Regions from separate parts of the Capsicum annuum genome. Here region 2 is linked to region 1. The links are chromatin contacts, called in public Hi-C maps. All regions are on one chromosome and are shown on one strand. The core of a region is the stretch at or near the end of the contact, and the rest is flanking DNA. Distances in the headings are between cores, read along the strand shown. Region 1 overlaps LOC107859707 (ABC transporter G family member 31-like). Region 2 holds the start of LOC107859710 (pentatricopeptide repeat-containing protein At3g57430, chloroplastic).

Region 1 (4,510 bases), core at 1,600-4,099:
TCTGTATGCTGATGCCTTTTTCCTTTATGCATACAACTCGAGAAAGTGCTCTTCCGGGTAGTGTGCAAGAATCAAACAAATGTTGGGGTATCCATTTGGATGCTCCAGTTGGCAAACTGGACATCTACATAGCTCGTCTCTAGGATTGATCACACAATTTTCACAATAAACATGGCCACAATTAAGAACTACGGGTCGACATAACAACTGCTTGCAGATACCATAAAGCAAATATCTCATAAACACCTGTTTTTCACTTGCACTGGTATTTTCATCTGCGAAGTTAAGATCTTTTGACGTTGCATCCATACTGGGTTCAGAACTCGATGTTGCAGGATCTAAAGAAACATCTCCTGAGGAATGCTTTCCTTCCTCTGCTGAACCACATTTCTGCGAAGGACCAGAATGAGGTGAAGCATTGTCTGGAACACTATCATTCTTGCAACGGGATTCTGATAAATAGTCATCAAAAATCATCATAGTTTGACACATTATCGCAATCATCCATCCCATCATCTCCGTCCTTCTGATCTTCATGAAATGTGAGGTCTGAATTGGAATTATCGTTATTGCCAGAGTCTGGAGATTCGAATGTGGTCCCAGCTACAGTATGTGGATTATCCTTAGTTATACTCTCCTTATTGTTTTGAAGCTTTTGAGGATTTTCTTGAGAAGTGATTTGTTAAATTTCAACGTCCATTGTAGCGCATCAATTTTCAATTTTTCCAGAATAAAAAATGAAATCGTCATCGTTGTGCTTGGTGGTCACAATAACCTTCTCACATTGACTACTTCGACAAACTTGCTCAGAATTTGAGTTCCAATTTAAAGGAAAACTTCTTTTTATCATTTCAACTGTAATCACTTCTTGGCCGCTAGATTCGGAAACAACACATTTTTTATCTTTGAACAGTAACATATAATCTCGTTCTAGCATTTGACCAACACTCAATAGATTTTGGTCAAGATTAGATACCAATAAAATATCTTGAATAAATTTAGTACCTTTGGGAGCTTCAATTGCCACAGTTTGTTTACTAACAATCTCCAACGTGGTTTTATCGGCCAACTTGACACTACCTTTGGCAGATTTCAACTTCGTAAAATATTCTCGTTTGCTGGTCATGTGTTGAGTGCAACCACTGTCCAGAAACCATGTGTTTTTATCGTTCAATCTTGTTGCTGTCATCGCCGTAAACACAAACTCCTCCTTTTCTTCAACTTCCAAAACGTTGGATTTTTGAGTTTGTTGGTTGTTCTCTTTCTTCACTCTGCAAAACCTTTCAATATAACCAAGCTTATTGCAATATCTACGCTGGAGAGGTGGTTTCTTCCCCTTAAACCAACAATCATCCTCTTTATGATTGGTTTTTCTGCAATACTTGCATGGGTGAAAGTTTTCTCTCTTCTTGACTCCATTACGAGAATCGCATTGATTATTTCTACTAAAATTAGTAGAAGTTTCTGGGATTTTACCTTCCTCTTGCATTTGCGTCTTCCCTTTGAACTTGGCTTGAAGAGTAGTTTCAGTAGTTTCTTCTAGCCTCAAGGATCTTCTTTGCTCTTGAGCTTGAAGAGCATGTACAAGTTTTGAAGGTGACAGTTTTGTGAGATCCTTCAAATCTTCGAGTGAAGAGATCTTTCCGGCAAACTCACAAGAACCTTTTCCACGATTCTTGAATCTGTAAGCTTTTCTCCCATAAGTCTGATTTGGTTTACAACCTTCACCAACTTGTTGGAGAATTCTTTAATAATTTCTGAATCCTTCATTCTGAGAATTTCAAACTCTCTTCTCAGATTTATCACTTTTATTTGTCTAATCTTGTCACTTCCGTGAAATTCTTCTTTCAACTTGTCCCAAGCCTCCTTTGCAGTCTCACTCGTCATAACTCTAGTGAAAATTACTTCCGAAAGTGCTGATTGTATGCAAGAGAGAGCTTTAAAGTTTTTTGCAACCTCTTCTCTGTGATTCTTAATTTGCGCCATAATTGAATTATCTGGCAAAAGATTTTCCTCTCCTCCAACTTCTACCACTTGCCACAGATCATATGCTTGCAAGTATGTTCTCATCTTGATAGCCCAAATTGGATAATTCTCACCAGAAAAAATTGGAGGTGAAGGAATTGAAAAATTGTTGGAAGCCATAACAATATTGACTTTTACGCAGGGTTATTTTTGGGGGTCTTCTCTCTCACAGATCCCTCAAGAACCTAGCTTTGATACCAATTGTTGTTCTACAGAACACAGAGAAGAAGAACACGTTTGAGGATAAAAAAATATTTTGCTTGTTTATTCATTCACATCTGAGAATATAAATAGAAAAAAGAATCTTATTCTATTTCTAACTAGGAAACTAATAAAATCCTATTCTATCTTCAAGGATACTAATAAATCCTATTCTATATCAACTTAAATAACTGAATTTCAAAAATAAATTTACTAAACCAAAAAGAAAAATAACAACAAATAACTCAATACTTCAACAGAACCGCTGGGCTTCACATCAATAAATAGTCAAGGTGCAGTTTCTCAGTTCAAGATCTGCCTGTGGAAGCAAAATCTCATATACTGGAGAAGTCCATCATACAGTTTTTATGAGGTTGTTCTTCACAACAATGTGTGCATTGATTCTTGGTTCCATATTTTGGGATGTTGGTTTGAAAAGGTAACATATTTTTTATGAGATTTCTACAGCAAACTACTGGACAGTTGTTCTAGTTTCTGTGTGAAATTCACTTATCATTTCTCTATATAGCGACAAAGTATATGGCTTTACATCATGCCACAGGTCTAGTGTGAATGCTAGGGAAAAACTTCCTAAAAATGGTAAGATTGCAGAGGATGATTCAAATAACATAATGAAGGGAAGCATTAAACTAGAAATTAGCGTAACCTTCACATCGTAACAATTCAATAGTAGAGCACAATTATTTTAGCGCAGAGTATATTAGCGTTGTATTTGGACATAAGGAGATGACTATGCCAAAAAAAGCTAGAAACAAATATTAAGGACATTAAAAAAATCTTCTAGTATAACTTCCTGTACTTATTTTAGCATTGTTTTATGCATTGATCTATCGCTTAAAACTGCACAGCTTATTTTGAAGCTAGCAAACTTCAAAATTCTTATAATTCAAATCAACCGTTGAGTAATGGCGTTGTAGTTAAACAAGAGGATAGCTTAAACGGAATTGCTGAATTGTGATATTTCCAGCAAAAAAAAAAAAAAAGGAGCCTTTTTGTTTTTTTTGATATATGAGATTTGTGTGAAGGAGCTGGAGTCTATCAAAAACAACCTCTCTACTTTATCTGAGATAGTGGTACGAACTGCATACACTTTACCCTCCCCAGACCCCACTTTGTAGGGATATACTTGGTATGTTATTGTTGTTGTGGTTGTTGTGTGAAGGAAATTACAAATTGACCTCCGAGGTGCAAATCTAACTTTGGCAGCCAAGTGTTGTCATGAGGGTTTTCTCCTCAATTTTTGGGACTTGTTACAGTTTATACTTGGTGAAGGTACATCAGCCAATCATCCTTAAGTGAGTTTCATGTCGTTAATTCCCAGAAAGTCATGCACAAAGTGTATTCTATTTATTCTGAAAAGAGAGAAAGAGTTGGAGCAGTAGCCACTCTTACATCTTCTTTAAGAGTTTTTTCTTTTCATTCACTCCTCCATTGAGGATAAATTGGGTTTCTTTAAGTTGAACTATACTGGATTCTTTGTAGAAGAATGTACTCATTATGCACCTAGAAAAATCTTGTGCAACTTTATAGCTATATCGTAAAGATGGATGCAACAGGAAGAAATGTCATTTAGAAGTTCTGCTGGTTAGGGTTGGTTTGCTGATAAGAAAATGGAGTAGATTGGGCCAAGAGTAACCTTGAAAAACTTCTGCTATAAAGAAAGACGGAGAATAAGAACCTTGAACCAAATTGCTTGGTGGTTTAAATTAATAAAAATTAGAGAATAAAGCATTATCCAGATTAGAGGGCTTGCTAAACATATGTAATGAATCCCACTGTTTGAGCAGTTATATTTTCACTAAACAGAAAATAAATTAGAAGAGCTTCAGCTAGCTTCTTCATGTTCTTCCCTTTATTTCTGCCTTCTAAATTTGGAGTAATGGTGATCTTGATAAAAAAAATTTGGTTAATCACCTTAATGATAAAGCACCAAGCCGTTAAAATACTGTGCTTGAAATGATTTGACAGGGACTCAACTCAAAACTTGTTTGTAGTAATGGCCGCTCTTTATGCTTCAGTCTTGTTTCTGGGGGCCAGTAATGCTTCTTCTGTACAGCCAGTTGTTTCCATTGAAAGAATCGTTTTCTATAGGGAAAAGGCTGCAGGAATGTATTCCCCGCTACCATATGCAGCAGCTCAGGTTAGCACATTCACAGACAACTTTAGAAGTTACTTTTATTTGTAAAAAACTACGGTATAAACATATGGTTTTCTTGACCACTTGAAAAGACATCAAGCAGTTGTCGAAAAGATCTGATATATG
Region 2 (4,802 bases), core at 698-3,197, 37 kb after region 1:
TCCTAGGGAAATTGTCCCAACCTTTGATGCAGTGCTCCATAAATCCTCTGCTCAACACCATCCAAGGCGAACCTAGAAATTGAAATTTAACAAGAAATGAGATCATTTTTGAAAATTACACAATACATTATACATATATAAAGCAAATGAATTAATTAGCCAACCTTCGAATATATCGAAAGTTGTTGGTACTTCTCTAGTCTCTACAGCATAGTAAAGTGGAGCAGCCTGTTTTGAATATAGGCTTGGATCAACAACAATCCGATTGAAGTTGTTCTGCCTGCAGTAACATTGCATTTTCAGAAAAACAATCACACCCTTAGTTGCAGCGTTGGTTACGTGCAAAGCTCTAAGGTATATATATAAAAGGCGTAGTACATAGACACTTGATCTTAACTGACAACTAAGCATCCCAACTTTGAAAATGCACATTTAGACTCCTTAACATGGTTTGAGTTAGTCCCGAAAAAGGACTATTGGCAATCAGTGACAGCTTACCCTTTCTGATCAAAAGTCCTATTGGTGAAGCCTACGAAATTGAGATCCCTTGGCAAGGAAGTGAGAGCAAACAAGACATCTGCAATCAAAAGAGCGGATGGTCAATTAGTTGCAGTGTTACAAAGTAATAGGACTAGCTAAGCTACTGGTGATCACGAAAAATTTACCATCTTGAGTAAGAAGAGGGTAGTCAGAAGAGCTTAAGGTGAAAAACCAGTCCCATGTCGGACTAATTCGAAGGAGCAAGGCAGCAGCATGAAGCATAGCAGCAAGAGCAGAGGCACCTGATTCCTCCACAGCATAACTTTTTCCAACAACGTTCACATTCCCAAATACTTTAAACACATGTTCGGATTCAACTGAAACAGCTAATTCAACTCTTTCTTCATCTCCATCTCCATCAAGAAGTTGCAAAAGATACTGATTTCTTGGGTGATACACTGCTCTTAATAGCCTCAACATTCTTTTACTTTCCCCTTTATAACCAAAAATCCAATAAGCCAAGATTGGAGGATCACCAGGCCGTCCTTTTGACGGATGGATCATCTTTGTAACTCTCTTTATCGATGCCACGTTTGCACGATCTGGAATACTATTCATCAACCTGTACTGATCATCAAATCTGCTGCAGAAGAATCCTAAGACTAAAAGTAGCAAAACTGCTGCAACAAAAACCGGAAACGGAACACCTTGACGACTTCTCCAATTCCAGGAAAGTAACATCATTGTTGATTATCTGTTGAATATTTGATCTTAATATTATACTGAAAGGCTTAATGACGTGAATTTTCAGGAAGATGTAATAGGCTTTGGCTAATTATGACAAGTGAATAAAACAGGTTTGTGGGACATGTTAGAGAGTGAAAAAATAAGATACGTTACCAACCAAAATGAAACAGGTCATGTGTGACATCTTAATTAATTGTTAGGAAATAAATGCTATGTTGATGAAAACTTACAGCACAACTACACCACCAAATTTCCATGTTTTTTTCTGGTGACAAGGCAACAGCCGCTTCAAGCTGGAACTACAGACAGTCCGTTCACCTTTATTTGTTTTTAATTTTTATTTATCCACTTTAGCTTATCAAGAAAAGATAATTTTTTTTTTATATTATAATCTTAATATTAACTACTCATTCTAGATCATTTCTCAAGTCCGTTAAGATTATAAATCATAATAAAATATGTACTTCATTTTTTCTCTTAATGGTGTGTAAAATCTATTATGAGCAAATAAAAATGAACGGAGAAATTTATTTTTTTAAGTGAAGTAATAGTAAAAGGTCAAAATAATACAGCTAGTTGGAACCATTCATCAGACGTGTATTGATTAGTCTTCTCAAGCACTCGGATCAGCTATTTTAAACTTGTATGAGTTCTATAAAAATCTTAAATTAATATATGATAATAAGTATAATATAATACTAATAACTGAATTTACAATCAAATTTTTTCGAGGAAGCATGAACCTGTAACGCTGACAGAGGTTATAGTTTTTTGTGGGCTAGTTTTTCTTCTTCTTTTTTTTTCTTTTCAGAAATTATGTCAACCTAATTCCCTTGTTTCATTCCAACTTAATATAATGCTCTTTTAATTTTCAAAATAGGTATTTCATAGTCATGTAAGAGATATTGAATCATCCACTTGGAAATCAGTTGAGTGTAAAATTGCACATTTAGCTTATACAATTATGTCTACATCTGTCCATGAACAACTCCTTGAGACTCTTCTTTTCTAAAAAAAGAGAAGAAGGAAAATTGGTTGGGGGTTGGGGGTAAGGAAACGGGGAATATGAAAGGGCTTGCAACGTGGGAAATATAACTCTCACCAACAAGATGGAGTTCAGATAGTCAACCAACTAAGCTACTAAGATCCCTTAACTCTTTGCGACTCATGTTTCTTTCCTCATACTTCTAAAATAAGTACAAACAAAACATATTTTCTACCTAGACGAATCAATAATACACATTTTAATTAATCAAAGGTTAGATGTATTTGGCCCCATAATAGGATCAAGCGTGTTTCCACCGGAAGCATAATCTAATATTTCTTTTAGAGTTTAGAAGAAGTTCACAACGACCAAAAGTCAAAATTTACTAATAATTGAGGGACCAAAGATGCTATTATCCCAAACTTAAAACAACCTCATCACTATTGTTCTGTTACTTATCCAAACTGTCTTAACTACCAACAATGTCCCTTTGGACATGTACACTCTCTGTTTCCCCTCTTAGTGTTTCTCTTCAACATCCTTCCTATTCACTTACCCAAAACCCACCAAGAAAACTACCTTCTTCACTCACAAGTACACTCATTTCCAAGAAATATCAACAAGAACTCACCTCAGAAACACCCTCTGTAGCTCCATGGATCGATACTCTTCGGTCCCAAGTACGCTTAAACTGCTTCAAAGAAGCAATCTTTACATATATACAGATGAATGTTGAAGGCATTAAGCCTGATAATTTTGTTTTCCCTGCTGTTCTGAAAGCTGTTACTGGTCTTCAGGACTTGAATCTTGGAAAACAGATACATGGGGCTGTTGTTAAATTTGGGTATGATACTACATCAGTCACCGTGGCGAATTCTGTTATCCATTTACTTGGGAGGTGCGGTGGGAGTGTTCATGATGTTTATAAAGTGTTTGATAGGATTAGTCAGAGAGATCAAGTTTCTTGGAATTCTTTGATTAATGCTCTTTGTAAATTTGAGGAGTGGGAGTTGGCATTGGAGGCTTTTAGGTTGATGGGGTTAGATGGATTCGAGGCTAGTTCATTTACGTTGGTGAGTATGGCACTTGCTTGTAGTAATTTACCTAGGACTGATGGGTTGAGGCTTGGAAAGCAAGTGCACGGGTATAGTTTGAGAGTAGATGATAGGAGGACTCATACAAACAATGCTTTGATGTCTATGTATGCAAAACTAGGAAGAGTGGATGATGCAAGAGCTGTTTTTGAGTTGTTTGCTGATCGGGATATTGTTTCGTGGAATACTATTATAAGTTCTTTTTCACAGAATAACCAGTTTCAAGAGGCGTTGGATAACTTTAGAGTCATGATACAAGAAGAGATAAAGCTTGATGGAGTCACGATTTCAAGTGTTGTTCCTGCTTGTTCTCATCTGGCTTTGCTGGATGTTGGGAAGCAAATTCATTGTTATGTTTTGAAGAATGAGGATTTGATTGGGAACTCATTTGTTGATAGTGCATTGGTTGATATGTATTGCAATTGTCAACAGGTTGAAAGTGGGCGTCGAGCTTTTGACAGTGCCTTGAAAAGGAGCATAGGGCTTTGGAATGCTATGCTTGCTGGCTACACACAAAATGGATTCTTTACGGAGGCATTGATGTTATTTACAGAGATGGTGGAATTCTCTGGGCTAAATCCAAACCCGATCACTATCGCAAGTGTTTTGCCTGCCTGTGTACATTGTGAAGAATTTACCGTTAAAGAAGTCATCCATGGGTATGTTATTAAATTGGGTTTCGCAGATGAAAAGTACGTGGAAAATGCACTGATGGACTTGTATTCTAGGATGGGAAAGATAAATATATCAAAGTATATATTTGACAACATGGAGAGTAAAGATATAGTTTCATGGAATACTATGATAACCGGTTTTGTAGTTTGTGGATACCATGAAGATGCACTTATTATGTTACGTGAGATGCAAACAACAAAAAGAAACAATGACACTGAGAATAATGTAGAATTTCGGTTAAAACCTAACTCAATAACCCTCATGACTGTCCTTCCTGGTTGTGCCTCGCTGGTTGCTCTAGCAAAGGGCAAAGAGATACATGCTTATGCTATTAGAAATGCATTGGCAATGGATGTTGCAGTGGGAAGTGCATTGGTTGATATGTATGCAAAGTGTGGCTGCTTAGATGTTGCTAAAAGAGTTTTTGATAGCATGACTACCAAAAATGTGATCACATGGAATGTTCTCATTATGGCTTATGGGATGCATGGAAATGGAGAGGAAGCGTTAGAACTTTTTAGGATGATGGTGCTCGAAGGGAAAGTGAAGCCAAATAATGTTACCTTTATTGCAATTTTTGCTGGATGCAGTCACTCAGGCATGGTTGATCAAGGTCGGCAATTATTCCGAAAAATGAAAAATGCTTATGGTATTGAACCAACTGCGGATCATTACGCCTGCATTGTTGATTTGCTTGGTCGAGCAGGCCATCTGGAAGAAGCATATCAGCTTGTCAATGAGATGCCCCCTGAATACAACAAAATGGGCGCCTGGAGTAGTTTACTCGGTGCCTGCAGGATACATCACAACGTAGAACTTGG

The links. A called contact is a pair of places that touch in the nucleus more often than the background predicts.
Region 2: a contact with region 1 is called in a Hi-C map of leaf, with 1.7 times the contacts expected there. The contact joins the promoter of LOC107859710 here to the enhancer-like site in region 1. A contact is called at or near these places in 3 of 5 Hi-C or Micro-C datasets (bud, leaf and placenta).

The regions. Positions count from the first base shown.
Region 1 is chr2:136,047,247-136,051,756 of UCD10Xv1.1, forward strand. It overlaps LOC107859707 (ABC transporter G family member 31-like), which reads left to right. Exons shown (of 22, transcript XM_047407122.1): 16 at 2,484-2,590; 17 at 2,592-2,665; 18 at 4,216-4,387. Among protein-coding and RNA genes, the nearest start is that of LOC107859707, 7.9 kb to the left of the region's middle. Within about 2 kb of position 2,850, at least 3 of the 5 cell types and tissues checked have an H3K27ac peak or open chromatin away from gene starts, as enhancers often do. A contact at or near this core is called in bud and leaf, where this site is marked.
Region 2 is chr2:136,085,426-136,090,227 of UCD10Xv1.1, forward strand. It overlaps LOC107859710 (pentatricopeptide repeat-containing protein At3g57430, chloroplastic), which reads left to right and starts at 1,948. Exons shown (of 1, transcript XM_016704798.2): 1 at 1,948-4,802. The coding sequence starts at 2,695. LOC107859708 (beta-glucuronosyltransferase GlcAT14A) reads right to left here and starts at 1,534. Exons shown (of 4, transcript XM_016704796.2): 1 at 666-1,534; 2 at 499-577; 3 at 165-280; 4 at 1-72. The coding sequence starts at 1,224.